2 separate regions of the Danio rerio genome follow, and region 1 is linked to region 2. A link is a contact called in public HiChIP or PLAC-seq data. All regions are on one chromosome and are shown on one strand. The core of a region is the stretch at or near the end of the contact, and the rest is flanking DNA. Distances in the headings are between cores, read along the strand shown.

Region 1 (2,901 bases), core at 288-2,787, 310 kb after region 2:
TATATATATATATATATATATATATATATATATATATATATATATATATATATATATGTTATATGTTATATATATATCATATATATATGTATATATTATATTTCACTTAATTAATAAATAATATTAAATATTAGATATTTATCATAACATAAGAATTTTTATAAATATATATATATATATATATATATATATATATATATATATATATATATATATATATATATATATATATATATATATATATATATATATATATATGAGCAATATCACACTCGTAGCAGTGCGATATGGCTGTATATCGGCACTGGTGGGAGGCGTACGTGTACCCACCAATGGCGATATACAGCCATATCGCACTGCTATGATTGTGTTATTGCGTTTATACAACAGTTTGACGGCATAATTGTGTATATAAAAAAAAAAATCAAACATGGAGAGTCTCAAAACCCCTTTTGTATGAGGAACTACTTTCTTCCGCCTTTGGATTCAAATCATGGGCTGACAGTTAAACAGCTGTTAAAACAGTTAAAAGCATCTTTTAAACTTTAGATCTGTAGTGTATGCTTTTTGCTGGCTGTATGTGTGTGGAGTAATACACAAACTGTAAAGAGGCTGTAGGAGTTCTGATATTGCAGAATATCGCACGGCTTTCAGCCAATCAGATTTGAGAACCAGACAGAACTGTTGTGTATGTGTGTGTGTGTGTGTGTGTATGTATATATATATATATATATATATATATATATATATATATATATATATATATATATATATATATATATGTGTGTGTGTGTGTGTGTGTGTGTGTGTGTGTGTGTGTGTGTATGTATGTGTGATGTATCTATTATATTTCACTTAATGAAATAATATTAAATATTAGATATTTATCATTACATAAGAAATAAATCTTTATAATGTTTTATTATTATATAGAGAATGCATTAATAACTATACATTAATATTACACTAAACATTTTACACCAATGGCATAATATGGGAAAGTACAATAATAAAATAAATAATAAATATAATTACACTAAAATAACAAAAGCAGTTCAATTAAAATAAAATACCTTTACAATAATTATTCATTTAAATTATAAAATGATTCAAAAAGGCTTTACACAGGAAACGTGTAATATTTCAAATATTTGTTATAATATTTTTTTTAAAATATAAATTCAATTATGCTTAGTTATTAAATAAAGTGTTATTGTTATCCTTATTACAATTATACAAGCCCAACCCGGCAATATTACTCTAATTAGTCACCGTACAATTATATAAACTGTGCAACGTGGTTGGTCTTGTTATATAGCCAAAGTGCAAAGCTCTCAGACGAGATATCCATGGGCGTCTCGCACTATTCTCCAAACGCACTATTTATCATTGCTGACCGTTGCTGATACATTTACGGTATCTTCCCATATTTTACCCATCTGTGTTTTATTTCTCATATAACCATTAATTTATTTTTAATAAATGCATTTGTTTGTGATTTGATTGTAGTGAGGCTTTCCGTCGCGGAGGGATTTGTGCAAAGCTTCCAGCGCCCAAACACGAGAATTAAGAGTTAATACGGTCTCCGCGCTCTCTCACACACAGACACATGAACCGAGCGCACCGACCGGGCTCAAAAGCGCAAACGTGTGCAGTTCTCTCTCACTATGGGTGCGCGGGGACATTTGTGAATAATTACTGGAGTTTGACACCTTTGTAAACGAGGATTCGGAATCCGTTTGCGATCATCCGTGGGATTTTCGGACGGAGTCCCACTCCTGAATACATTTTTTGAAGGGAATTCTGTCTTCTCGTTGAAGGACGGGGTGCCGGTGTTTTCCGGTGCGAAGCAGTTACGCATCTTTAAGGACTCGGATTTTTTTTGGAGAAGACAACAGAAGATGTTACTCTCCAAGTTTGGATCCTTTTCCCATATTTGTAACACGACCAACATCGACCACTTACCGGTGAAAATTCAACTCCAAGCAGGTAGATATCGTTTTTTAGATTCATCGCGCTAGTTATTTGCCTTTTCTCACATAACATCTTATTTTAAATTCAATGTTTACTACTAATATTCTATAAGCGACAAATTTAGCCTCTTTAATCGGCACGCGCCTGTCTGTGACCTGAGCGTGGAGCCATTTTGTTGCCAACCGCGCGTTATACACACTCGGATTTATGTCACGTTATTACATTAACACTGTTTATTCCCCTTCTTCATTCCACAGCCAAGACCGAAAGGGAGCCATTTGAGAAGGTTTACCATGTGGGTTCGGTGCTGGGAAGCGGTGGGTTTGGTACAGTGTACGCCGGTACTCGTATCTCAGACGCGTTGCCGGTAAGCGCTCGCTTTGTTTTGGTGGCAGCACATGGCCGCGTTTGGCGCCACGATCACATATTCATATGCGCGTTTTTCTCTTTTTGTCTGTAGGTTGCAATAAAACACGTCGCCAAGGAGAGAGTGACCGAATGGGGTACTATTGTAAGTAAACTATCATACTCTTTATTAATATTAACAGTATAAACGATTTATTTCTAACCAGTGCGGTTTTATTTGTATTCCAGAACGGGTCGCTGATTCCACTCGAGATTGTTTTGTTGAAGAAAGTGGGAAGCACGTTTCAGGGGGTCATTAAACTCATAGATTGGTATGAGAGACCCGACGGATGGTTGATTATAATGGAGCGGCCGGAGATGGTGAAGGATTTATTCGACTACATCACGGAGAAAGGCGCGCTGGATGAAGACACCGCCCGGGGCTTCTTCAGACAGGTTTTGGAGGCGGTTCGCCACTGCTACAGCTGCGGGGTGGTTCACCGAGATATCAAAGACGAAAACCTCCTGGTGGATTTACGCACGGGGGACCTGAAGCTCATTGACTTCGGCTCCGGGGCCATC
Region 2 (2,904 bases), core at 305-2,804:
GAAGGGCATACGCTGCGTAAAAACATGCTGGATAAGTTGCCGGTTCATTCAGCTGTGGTGACCCCAGATTAATAAAGGGAATAAGCCGAAAAGAAAATGAATTAATGAAAATGTTAATTAAAAAGTAATATTGTCTAAATATATTGAATGATAGACTTGTTTAGTTTACCAAATAAGTAAATTTAGATGGATTTGCATTGTAAACATTACATTTTATTTTAAATATTGTTTTTTATTTCATATATTAGGTTTTTAGTTATGATACTTCCAAAATTATTTAGCATAAATCAGAAGATTTTTACAAAATTCTCCACAGAAATAGCAAAAAAATGTCCGCGGATTCTGTCTGGCTCTAGTTAGCAATAATATCAGATGTGTGTATAGTGGCCTAATAAAATGCATGCCATTTAAACGGCAGTAATGCAGTCGAAGATCAAGCGGTGAAATCGGACGCGCTCGTTTGTGTTACCGCTCATTAACTGAGCGCATCCGTGACGTCATAATGCACCGCGGTGCTCCTCCGTTAAGACTTTAACGGGTCCGCGCGCACGGGGAGGACATTAACGCCATGCACACCGCTGCTGCATCGGCTCTATAAATAGAAACATGCAGCAGAAAGGACTGCTGCTATTTACGGCGCTGCGGAGGAACGCTGTTCAAAGCGGGTTCTGCAATTGTAGCGTTGTTTCTCGTTTAAAGCGCGCAAGGATGCGTCAGTTTGCGTCGAAAGAAAAAGTGCGAATTCCTGTCAAATAATCAAGCACAGTTGCGAAACACACAATTTGCTTTCCGGTGTGATCAAGTAGGTCTGGGCTGGTGACAAGCAGCTGATGACCCATCTAAGCACATCCAAAGATTCCTCTCTAAAAAAAAAAATCCATAATCACAGCCACAAATAGACGCTCCCTGTGGGACAAGCCGCCAAATATTAAAATGTAACCTATTTGTGAGCATTTGAAGCAGGACGGCCGCTTCAGTGTGACAAATTGCAATTTCAAGGCGGAATTGCAATGCGCTTTGACATTTAAAGCAGCAAGGACATTTGTTAAATATTTAATTCACATAAATGTCACCTTTCGCAGTATGACTGCTCGTTTAGTTTTGGGCATTTCCAAAAGCAACGTTGAGAGCTGCTGAGTTTATCCTGTGCGGTTGGGGCAAATTACCTGCACGTGCCGCAAACATACCCTAATTAAAGAAGCCTCCGCAACCCCATTTAACCGTGAAACATTTTTGCTCTTAAAAACACCTTACCGTTTTGAGCGGAGCCCGAATGCAGCATCAAGACTCCGACTAATATCACCAATGGATTCCCGGCGAAAGACATTTTTCTAGGTCGTCCGTGGACCCGGAATATGTGTGTGAGGGATGCGGAGGAGAGGGAGAAGAGAAGAGGTGCTGCCGAGGAGGATGGGAGTGGAGCGGAAGCTGCTACAATGACGAGCGACCCTGGATGGAGCTCGAATCGGGTCACGCAAAAAAGCCCGTCGCCTAGCAATAGCGAACACGGTAAGTGGATGCCGCCGCTACGCTTACATCCGGTTTAAAACGAGGCTTGTAAAGACTGTGGCGCTGTACTCTTAATCCCGCGATAGCACACACACACACGCGCACTCCTGCCTACATGCCGGAAAGGTGGACGCAATCCTCAGGTGAATTTGAAATACGTGTAGGAGTTTCGTGGAGAAAATGGACTCGTTTGCTTAAATATCCTACTAAGTTATATTAAATAGAAGCTTGTCGCAAGAAAACAAGATTCGTGACTAATTGTTACAGTTTTTTTTTCAGACTGCGAAGCTGGCCCGTCAATTGTTATTCACGGACACAAAACAAGCACATAAATTTACATTATTGTCGTAAACTAAAGCTAAACATTAACTAGCCTAAATAGCATCACATGTAAGGGTAATTCTTCAACTACGGGCACTTTTATGTCCTTTGATCATATATCCAAAAATATATATAATTTTGTTCAAATTCCTCTTTCTTTGTCAAACTAACAATAAAATCTACTTTTAAAAAATTACTACCTTTCTAATATGTTTTTTTTTTCATGTTATTCAACCTCCTTTCAGGTGTCAAAATCACTGTTTTAAACTTCAACAATGCAAATAAAATCTATGAAAATGAGTAGATCTGAGCACATCTACAAGATCTTCAAAAATATTATCAACAACACTTGAAGAAAAATCAAGGTAAATATTGCTTTATAAGAAAATACACTTATTCTGCATTTACGAATTTACGAACATGTTGTACCTTCAAAGATTTTTTTTAAACCAAACAAAATTAAGGTAAATAAGAGTGTTTTGTAGACATAAAAGGCTAGTATCAATTCAAAGCTAATCGGTGAAGCTATTTTTCATTTTTTCATAATAAACTGTTGAAATGTCATTTCCATCACACATTTTTAGAAAATAATAAAAAGTTCTCATCACACATTAAAAGTGTATTCACAATGTACAAGTTCAGGCTAATATACAAATTCAGTTTATTTATTTTCTAATAAGCTCTCAACGAAATTTATATTAAATTTTAGAGTATGACAGGTGTACAATTCAGCATACAACTAATTAATTTCATTGTCGAATGTATAATTATTATTACATATATTGGGGAAAGATAGGTTAAACTAGATACAAAAATGATCTTGGACAATGTTTGACTGCCATAATTCATTTCATTTTGAAATAAAAGCTGTATATCGAGATGTGGTGGAATTGACATTTGTTCAGTTCACGATGGAAAAAATGTTTCTTTTCTTATCTAAGTTTGTTCTCTTACTGATCTTAAAACTAGACAAATTGTTTACACTTATGAGGCTATGTTACATTACTTTAAAATGTTTTTTTTTACTCAACTACACAAGGCTAAAAGTGCTCATAGTGTAAGAATGGCCTGTTA

What was found. HiChIP or PLAC-seq counts read pairs in DNA pulled down with a chosen protein or histone mark.
Region 1: a contact with region 2 is called in an H3K4me3 HiChIP or PLAC-seq map of gastrula embryo, with 2.8 times the contacts expected there. The contact joins the promoter of pim3 here to the promoter of nptna in region 2. A contact is called at or near these places in 2 of 4 datasets of contacts at active chromatin or transcription factors (embryo and gastrula embryo).

Annotation. Positions count from the first base shown.
Region 1 is chr25:32,050,154-32,053,054 of GRCz12tu, forward strand. pim3 (Pim-3 proto-oncogene, serine/threonine kinase) reads left to right here and starts at 1,538. Exons shown (of 6, transcript NM_001034978.2): 1 at 1,538-1,989; 2 at 2,232-2,341; 3 at 2,435-2,485; 4 at 2,569-2,901. The coding sequence starts at 1,902.
Region 2 is chr25:31,741,421-31,744,324 of GRCz12tu, forward strand. nptna (neuroplastin a) reads right to left here and starts at 1,555. Exons shown (of 8, transcript NM_001160156.2): 1 at 1,255-1,555. The coding sequence starts at 1,327.